Regions from separate parts of the Mus musculus genome. Here region 1 is linked to region 2. A link is a contact called in public HiCAR-type data. All regions are on one chromosome and are shown on one strand. Each heading gives the region's core, a stretch centred on a gene start, on an enhancer-like site or on the middle of the called end of the contact. The rest is flanking DNA. Distances are from core to core; before and after follow the strand shown.

The links. HiCAR-type assays count read pairs that join an accessible place to other places.
Region 1: a contact with region 2 is called in a HiCAR-type map of astrocytes, with 8 times the contacts expected there. The contact joins the promoter of Calcrl here to the promoter of Zfp804a in region 2. A contact is called at or near these places in 1 of 39 promoter capture datasets (hippocampal neurons) and 1 of 115 datasets of contacts at active chromatin or transcription factors (astrocytes).

Annotation. Positions count from the first base shown.
Region 1 is chr2:84,423,356-84,428,520 of GRCm38.p6, forward strand. Calcrl (calcitonin receptor-like) reads right to left here and starts at 1,911. Exons shown (of 16, transcript NM_018782.2): 1 at 1,715-1,911.
Region 2 is chr2:82,049,866-82,055,120 of GRCm38.p6, forward strand. It overlaps Zfp804a (zinc finger protein 804A), which reads left to right and starts at 3,793. Exons shown (of 4, transcript NM_175513.3): 1 at 3,793-4,036. The coding sequence starts at 3,926.

The DNA of each region.
Region 1 (5,165 bases), core at 661-3,160, 2.4 Mb after region 2:
GATGCTACAAATATAGGTGAGAATATTAAAATAAATCATACAAGATGGTTATATGCTTTGAAACATTAATTCAATAAAAATCAGAAGAGTTTGTGGAGGTACTAATTTACAATAGTTTATTAATATAATACTTAATTTCAGAAAATCATCTGGCTTAGAATAATGCTTTTCAACTTCTGTTCCTATGAATGACACTGGGTTATTTAATGTGCTGATTTCGCTTCTTTCTCCAGTTATTTAATGACTATTTGTAACAAGTCCTATCTTAAACTCACCTTGTCTGTTTTTATACATCAGGGAACTCGGTAGTATAAATAAAAATAAAATAAAAACATAAATCAGCCGCAAAGCTTTTAAAAATTACAAGTGTACAAATTAATGTTTCAATTACATTGAAAAACATGTGGAAACTGAGCCAAAAATCACTGAGGAGTTACTCAGGATGAGTTTGTAATATTTTGTTTATTTGCCAGACTACTAGAAATTGAGCTCAGAATGCTAGCATTGAAAGGCATCTTGCAGCTTATATTTCACTTAAGTAAGAAAACGTAGAATTTAATAAATTATGCTAATAAGCACAATTTTAATCCAAAACTGATATCTCCCATTCCTTAGCAATAACCTGTGATGCCGCTCTGACAGCCACTTGTTAAGTAGGCACTAGCTCCTTAGATTCTCAGGACAGTCTGTACTGTGGCAAGAGAGACCTGCAGCTGCTTCATCTCAGCATCATAGCTGAAAATCTAATTTAATTCCTCTGCTTAATGAGCTAATCCACTTGCTTATCGTGCCTCTGTTTATGTATTTATGGAGACTCCTTTCACACTCTTCCCCCACAAGTTTCCAGTATAATTGAAGTAACACAACTCTAAGCTTAAGAGTTTAAAAACCATGAAGTAATGTAGAAATCACTACATTTTCTTAACCCTGGGCAGTTGTGGGGTTTATGGTTGGTTGGTTGTTGGTTGGGTTTTTTGTTTGTTTGTTTGTTTGTTTTGTCTTGTTTTTGTTTTCCCCTTACCTTATTTGTAAGACACCCATGATCTTAATACAGTGGAGACAATTCATGAACACCCCCCCCAAAAGAAAAAAACCCAATACAAACAACAACAAAAACAAAGGAAAACCAAAAATGGGGTATTTACACAAATCTAGCAACAAAGAACAATGAAAATTCCATTGGTTCCCTAGTTAGAGGTGTAAATGTCAAAAGAAGCGGAAAGCAAACAGAAGTCCAAGCCGGTGGCTTTTCTTCTTAATCCAACTTTGTGTTCAGCCACACAGGAAGACTCTGGAACCCCATAGTCTTCTGCCATCCCTTCCTTAGAATACTGATTATGTGGAAAATTTAAAGACCCTTCCTGGGGTGCAAATGTTTTCCAGCTGTCAGGACTTGAGCTGGTAGTACAACTAACTTTAAAAAGGCATTGTTTCCTGATTAAGGTATTTGTTCAGAAACTTGCCTTATAGCCCGCTCACATCGTTAATAATTGGTAAATTTATTTTCTAAAGTATCACTGTAAATACTCTTATGCACTAGTAGTACATTTTGTATGCATTCTGGAGTAAGACTCTCTAGTATCCCTTTGTAGACTAAATGAAGCGGTTTCAACATTATTTCAATGCCACTTACTAAATTCTTGTTAGAAACATTGTCATAATACTTAAGAATAGTGCTGAGAATACATACGTTTATTTTGAATAATACACTTACCTGGCACAGCTCCTAAGGAAATTCTGTGGGAATAGTCTCAGGAGGGAGTTTGATTTTCTGAGATACTGCACAAGAGTTTCCCGGAGGCGAGGTGTGGAAAGCTTTGCAATGTGGTCCTGCAGGCAGCGTGAGGTCCAGGCAACAGAGCCCGCCGGTCCTAAGGCAGAAGTGCACGCTGCGAAGAGAGGGCTTGTTCTGAGTAGATGGGGAGTGTTGTCAGATTGTAAGCGATCAGCAGCAGAAGGGAAACATCACAGCTTCCTGTTACATCACCCCGCCCCGCCTGCACTTAGTGTTAGGTTACTTTCTTTCTCAAATAGCTTACCCCAGGAAAGGAGCAGCAACTCCCTTCTCACTCTGACAAGAGCAAGAAGCAGCCTGAACAGACAGAGATCCTTTGCTGTATGAACACATTGTTACCAGCAAAAGCTGGCTGCCTTTCACCTAGACTGAGTTCTGTTAGAACTTGCTGCCTGGGATTTGAAGGCGATCTTGGTGTAAAAGAATCAAAGGAGTTAGGAGTGTGGGTGTGTGTCGAATTAAGGTTCACAGAACAACCAGGAACAATTTATCAGTCACATCTTTTTTTCTTAAATGTGCATGGAATTTTGAGCATCAGAATTACTAATTCGGACTCAATTTTGAGCACTAATATCTGATGCAACTCCACAACCAGTTTTGCATGAGAAGATGAACAGGCTTCGGGCTGTCCTTTCTAGGAGTTCCTGAGTTGTATGTCCTGTAAAGCCAGACTGTGTATAGAGTATGAAATCATTGTACATACTTTTAAATATCTGACATAATTATATCATTTTATATAATCTAAACATTATACTAGTTGTACCTCAAAATAACCTTCAAGGAAAGGTGGCTTTAGTTTAACATGATACTATGAAATAATTTCATACAATAAATGAACTTCAATTTAAAAAAAAGTTTTCCCTCTAAACATAATTATATCATAAAGTAAGAAATCATTGCGTATGATCAGGAAAAAAAGCCTATAAACCTGAAATATACTTGTTAGTTTTATATAATATGATAAATTATGAGATTTGGCAATAATCATAACTCCTGAAGCCAGACAGCACTAAAAGTCACATGATCTTTGCATCAAATGTCTCACGTATAAACTGGAAAGGATGGATAAAATAATATAATTTGTCTGTTTAAACTTTGAATCAACATATTTTATAACATTTAGAAAATGGCAAGTTCTAACTAGCTACTACAATCTTGCTGCTTCACCTTGGAGGAACAGACGAATAGCGAAGCTACTACAACCAAGTAGCAGATGAGGAGCTCAAAGTCCTAGCAGATGAGGAACCGCACTAAAGACACAGGGTGCAGAATCTCTGGATATCGTGTTCCTGAAAGACACCGCCATTTTTAAATGTTTCCTATCTTGATCCATGGAGGAGATTTATTGCAGAATCTTTAATTCTGTATATGGATATAGAATAGGATGCATCCGTTTAGAAATATGGGACATAATTGACCATCTCCATCACTGAAAATGGAAAGTCTGTGTAAGAAGCTGAACTACACAATGTAGTTTTAAGAGACGGCGATAAACTGGGAAGTTACTTTGTGGACACTTTAGTTTTGCTTTCTATAGGGAACTGTTGAATTATATTTTCCTGTGCTGTTTCCTTCAGCTCATGGGGTGAAAAGTCAGCATTATAAATCACTACTGCCTCCTAAAATAATAACTCATTAATCAGAAAAACAGTAAAACACATTCTTGGGTGAAACCACAGAGTTCTGATGTGGAGTCGCATGTTGCACAGGGGCTCAGGAGGAAAGCAGTAGAGAGTAATCATGTCCCCTTGCAGATGTTTATACTCACTGGGACAATACTGACAGAACTTTTAAGTATGATGTTTACAGCTTAAAGTTCAGGCAAAACAAATACTAGATTTTAACTTCTAAATGATCATCATATATGCTCCTGTATCCATTTCTAAGAATATCTGACCTCTGAGACACAGACTGGTGTATACAAAGCTACATACATTTCCAGTAAGTATTAAAGCATTAACATGTTTTTGATTCACTCATTGGATTTGTTCAAACACAGCAGAGTCTTAGTAAGTAAAGGGGTTCGTTCTTTTAGATGATGCCTGAAAGATCACAAGCCGGCAATCATTCTCCTGTATAATAGATATACATGGTGCTGTTGTAAATGGGAAATTTAATACAACCTGTAGTGTTTAGTATAAATTATTGGTTGTGTATGTAGGTTTATGGCTGTGGTGCATGAAGAGTCTGGATAATTCTTGTTAGTATCATACATGTGTCTTTCATAGAAAGAAAAGTAAACATACTTCCCAATAATAAGGTCATTAAAAGTTACCACGTTATGAACATGAAAAAAATATGAATACATGCTATAAGGACTTTGGGGAAGCTGGACTGTGCTGAGACATGTAGAAACAAGTGAAAAGATTGAAGAAACTTCTCAAGTGTGTGCTTTAGTATGACACAAATGTTTGGATAGCTATGGTAAAGCTAAATGAAACTGTTTCCAAAAATCAGGTGATTCCGAGCCAATGGGGTATTGTTAGTACATTCATTCAGTCTTATGTATTCTACGTGTGTTTTACATTGTCATCTTTCCCCAGAACACACTGAAGCTACTTAAAATTATCTGATTAGTGGTGATCAAGTTTGTACTTTCAGATGAACACTAAAAATAGTTCTTTTTCAGGAAATTAAGACCAAATAAGAAGTGTCTTCTGTTTTGACCATTTAAAAGAGAGTGGACAAAGCATAGAAGAATGCTACCAGTATAACCATACAGGGCATAAACCATGCAAAATGCTCCCACGCAGAGTACTCCCACTCAGAGTGCTCCCATGCAGAGTACTCCCACTCAGAGTGCTCCCATGCAGAAGGCCCCTTTCAAAGGTTCCCACTCAGAGTGCATCCATGCAGTATCTGTGTTTCTGTATAGTGAGTAATGATGCACAGATGAAACTCATTTTGAGGAACAGTGGCATTTGTCCACGTTAAAATGTTACTGCAGGACCTGCAGCCTCCATTGTGGTCCTTTATGTAGCTCAAAGGTAACGAAGTCTCTAAATGAAGTGATGGGTTCCCCTGATGAGGTGGGCCATGCCTCACAAGGCAATTAATCAGGAGGATGCTAATTAAAAGTCTTATGTCCACATGTTAGACAACCTCAACCAAAGTCATGTGTGACAAATTTAGGTTTCTGCTGACTAAACTGACCACTTGAGTTTCTATAGCTATGCCTAGAAACACAGATCTTTAAAAACAACCAAAACAAAACACTATCACATGGAGCATGGTGTAGATAGCTCATTCCTAGTAAATGTGCTAGAGTCATCAAAGAAACTATTTTAAAAATTATTTTGTGAAAATGTTGTTACAATATTCAGAAATAGCAATTCTTTTGTGTTTTTAATCATGAAAAATCCATTATTTA
Region 2 (5,255 bases), core at 2,543-5,042:
TAGGGTAACACCTCTGTCCTGAAGACCAGGATAGGCTAGATGCACATGTAGAGCAATGCTCAGGGCATAGCTGCCGCCTGATGTCCGGATCTGATCTGAGTTTAGGAAAGAGTGGTGATACCAAGCACAAAGTGCAGGAAGTTTTATTTATTTATGTTTTAAATGCAATTTTAGAAGAGGAAAAACTGAACTAGATGAAACAAAAGTAAATTACGTATCTTATACTAATGCATATTTTATATTTAAAAATTTAATTGTTCTTTTCAGCCAGAGTTGGGAATTGAGCACAAGTGATATATAACTAATCCATAAAATATTTTAAACAGTTTGTGATTAAGATATATTGAGTATGCATATTATAATAAGCAGTTATATATTTAAGTCATATAAGAGTGCTGTAGAAAAAAATTATATTTTAAAATGAGAATGGCTCTCTAAAACAACACATGCCAATAGTTACTCAAAGTGTTACAATACCAGGATAGTTTTTAAGTAATAGAAATAGACCACATAGCTTTAAGTTATTATTGCAAAACCAGTGGCCATTCTCTAGATGAGTAAAAGCCTTACATTAAATACTTGATTAAAATATTAATAAAATCACCATTACCCAGTGTTTGCTTCTTAGTATTGGAAACATGTTTTCCACAATAATGTGGTTTTCTTAAAAATTTGTTATATTGTTGTAATGGTGAACAGCCTGCTGGCCACAGTGACTATTAAGTATGGTTACTACTTTCATTTTAATGACTATTTTGGCTATGAACACTAACTTGTTCAAACTATAGGCATAGAAACGTGGTAATTGCACTGAGTTAGTATTTGTGTATAAAGAAACAATATAGCTATATTCCATACACTTATTTGACATTCTTTTATAACTGCATTCTTCATGAATTGGTGGTAAATCGATGCTGTTATATGTATTAAAAAATAAGGTTTCCTGTGACCAATGCCCCACTCCTTTATATCAAGGATGTAAAAGTTGAAAATATTCTGACAGGAGAATGATTCTTGCTAGAAATTGCTGAGGGTTTTCACTGGAGTATATTTTTATAGTATGCCTGTGTGTAGGCATACACTGAGAACTCACATGCAGCCTCTATTTCTTGTCACATAAATCTTTAGATGCTTTTGCTGTCTAGATAACTTCCTAAGCCTCAACCAAGTGATGCAGAAATTAGATTAACTTGGAGTTGCAGTCACTCAGCATTATCTGAGATTTTGTGAACAAACTGAAAAATATTGACAGCATAACTATTTAGGTAAGTATGTACATATGGCTGTATATGTATATGTGTGTGCATGGTATATAAATACACGTGTCTATATTACCATACTATACACATATGCATGTACAGGTGAACATATAATGAACATGTGCATGCTTCCTCTAAAAGAACAATATGACATTTGACACAACTGCTGTCCAGTGTTCCCTGGAACAATTCAGGTAGCTGTTTCTCATTTTCTGAACTAAACATTGAGCTCTAGGCTACAAAGATATGACCATCACAACAGAAGTATTCTGTGTAAAAATTATTTGCAAACTAGCCTAGCTTACGTTATTTTGAGTTATGTACTTACAAAAATTAAATACATATGGCTCAATCTTTTATGGGTGTCTCTTTACTTTCCTAAGATATATCTTTGCTCTGCTTCATGGAACTCAGTACATTTTCCTCTCTAATAATGTTTTGAAAACTTCAAATATATAGTTGAGTCTTCAGTCCTTCTCAAGTGATGCCTGCAGAGAAAGCCTACATGCTCTGGTAAACAAACAAACAAATAATAAACAATTCTCAAGTGAAGAGAGTCAGAAATTCCTTTAACTTCCAATATTGACTATTTTTCCAGCGTAATTGTGTTCATTCTGAGTTCTACATATTTCTGGGTGACCTCCTCCCCACAGCACACAAGTTTTCTGAGTTTCTACTTCTCTTTCTCCCAAGACTTCCAGACTCCCCCAAGTGGATATCAGAGAAATTTTGTCTGCTTCTTCTAAAATAACCGACACTTCATAATGAGGTTTAATCAATACGCATCAAGTATTTTCTAATTGAAGCATGATACATGGAAAATTTCTTTTTATATAAATCTAACACTCCCCCGCTATACCCTATAATTTATAATTCACTCACATGACTGCCACCTCTTTTAGCAAGACTCCCCCATTCTATCTTCTTTGAAGAAGTGAAATCAAACTGTCAGACTCATTTAAGTACCATATTATGGGTTATGGGGAAGAGGCTGTCATTGTTACCTAAAATTCTATATATAGGGCACACATACTCGACCGTATTTTAGTCTTGGCCCACGGATAAACAAGATAAACACAGCTTGTATCGGACTGCAGTTTTCTCTGTCATAGGGGGCATCAGAATGTCTGGAATCTGCTTTAACCAATTAAGCCTTTCAAAGCAAAAGGGAAATAAAGCCTTCAGTAAATCCATTGAAGGCACCATGTCCCAGACTCCCATGCCTGGTATCGATCTTTTTAAGTGCCGACTAATGAGTCCTATGGTAGTAGCAGATCTATGGTGTGTGTATCTGTGGTGCTCCCACTCCACCACCTCAAAGGAGCTAAACTTACACAGGTCAGTGGATCACCTGGGAAGGGGTAGGGTAGAAGCAGTCCTTGCTGATGGCTGCCTTGACCCTTTAAAATCCAACCGGAATCTCTGCTGAAGACCGCAGACCGGATTCCCTACTTTCTGTGACAAGCGCAGGAGTTTGTGTGCAGCTTTTCCTTTCAGGTCGCTTCTAGGGCGAAGGCTTCTGTTTTTGTTCAGCACCTCTCTGGCATGGGAGCTCCTGGCAGCGGCTTCTTTTGCCGCAAAGCATCCTTTTCCTCTCAGCTTTGGCAATTTAGGAAGAACTGATGCTCCCAGGGGAGGTGGATGAGGGGAGAGCGCCAGGAATGGGAGCACATCCATCAGGAGTCCCTGCTTCTCCCTTCTCCCTACTTCCACTCTCGTCGCCACAAATCCCCTCCCCCAAGCTCTTAGCACATAGCATTTGTGATATGTGTAACTGGGGGGCGCGGGGGTGCGGGGTATTCCATACAAAAGATGCATCAAAGCGCAGACTCCCCTAAGCCAAACCCAGAGGCACCTGGCACCTGCCCCGATTCGCTGCAATTGGAAGCGGATGGCTTGGGTACTAAATTATTAATTTATTTATTTCCCCTGCTCCCCCGCCCGCACTCCAACCCGCAGAGCAGAAGCTGCGGTCGCGTTGCTCCCCAACCCCCCAACCTCCGCCCGCACCTCGCAGGAGTCTCGCACTTGTAACCGGCCGTCGCCTCCCGGCCCCTGGCGGTCGCGACGCACTCCCACTCGTGGCCAGGCTGGCGCGGCCGTGGGTCCCGGCGGCGGGGGAGGCGGGGGGGAGGTGGCGGGTGACAGATGTACTCCTCTGACAGCTCTCAGTATCAGCCCAGTGGCTCCCTGCCATTGGCTCAGTGCGATGGACCAGCAACGCCGCGCACTATAATAACACTCATGCCTGCCAGCGGCAGCGACTGCGAGTGCGGGCGCCCGGCGCGGGGGATGCTGCGACCGCTGCCTCTGCCGCGCGGGCGGCTCCCGCTGCCCGGCTGCGCCCTACCGCGCGGGCTCTGACCGCTCCCGCCCGGTCCCGCCCGGCCCGGCCCCCCTTGTGGCTGCATCCTCCCCAGGGGCTCCACGTCCCGGTTCCTATCTCCAGGCGAGCACTGCGCCGGAGCCTAGGCGAGCGCGGCCGGCATGCGGAGGCGGCAGGGCGCGCACCGCAGCCGGGCATAAGGAACCCGCGTGCCCGCCGCCAGCGCACAGCCGGCCGCTCGCCCTGCCGCGATCCCCAGCCCACCCTCCCGGCCCCGGCTGCGGCTGAGGGTGCGGGTGCGTGGAAGCGGCGGCTGCGGAGGAGAGGCGGCGGCTGCCCCATGGAGTGTTACTACATTGTCATCAGCTCCACGCATCTCAGCAACGGACACTTTCGCAACATCAAGGGAGTTTTCCGGGGCCCTCTCAGCAAGAACGGGAACAAAACTCTGGTAATTCATTCTCTCTCTCTCTCTCTCTCTCTCTCTCTCTCTCTCTCTCTCTCTCTCTCTCTCTCTCTTTCTATTTGTCTCTCATCTAATAGGGCATATCCGGAGGGATGAGTTGACGGATGGATTTGGGAGCTTTAGTGATGTTTGGTTTGCAAGGAATTCATTTATTTCATTTATTTATCTGATGGGCGTGGGATGAGAATCGGGTATAGAAAAGGGAAGGAATCTTAGGAAAGCTCTGCCTAAATGTTTTCCTGAGACTTCATGAAGCTCTCTGTCCACCACACTCCACAGTGCTGAAGATTATAAACCTCTTCTTTCAACAGGACCTCCTAAAAATAGAAAGGATCACTAACCCCAAGTGATCCTGTGACATCTTTCCGTTTAGGCAGCTTAAAGGTGAATGGAGGTGTGGGTGTCTGATGGAGCAGCGAGCCATGTGGCTGGTGGCTTAGGGGAAGTGGCTGGATTGGGTGAGGGTCTCCGAATGAGTTTGTTTCTTGGCTCTTGGCTCTTCGCTGAAGGACTGACAGGAAACTTCTCTTGAGAAGTTTTCTGTGTGAAGCTAAGCAGAATATTCCCATCTGCCCACTACTTGCAGCTTGTCACACTTTAGAGTTTGGGGATATGGGTGGAAGGTGATCACTGTGTCACAAGTACAGACAGTAGGAAGCATGTTAGAAAACAAAACCCACACAGCTATTCTCACTGACAAGCACAGCTTGTCCTTCAGCACCCAGCAGGAAAAGCGCTCTTGATTAGTGGAAGATGTGCTGAGCATAGAGAGAGCACGGAGTAGCTTCTACTTTCCACCCAATTCCCATCATCCACAAAGGCTCATCACATCATACGCAAAGCCTCCCTACAGAACCAACTCTCATGAGCAAGGGTGTCAGGAGAAGTAACCACTTCTCCAAAGGCAGAAAGCAGCAGCGTGGAGTTCTCTTAGTATGTGCACTGAGAGTCCAGCCCAAATCAGGTGGTAAAAGTGGAAGACTTTCTGAAGTCTGTGCCCACTGGCAGACTTTGCTCTAGATTTCTCCTAGTATTTATCTGAAAAAGATAGGTAGAGTAAGTCAAGGACACACGTAGCTCAAAGCGAATATAGTTTTCAAAGCCCCAGATTCTTTATATGTTTAAAAGTATATACGCATTAATAAATAATTCCCTATTTTTTTGAGGATGAAAAGTTCTCATTTGAAGATTTAAGTGGATTGAG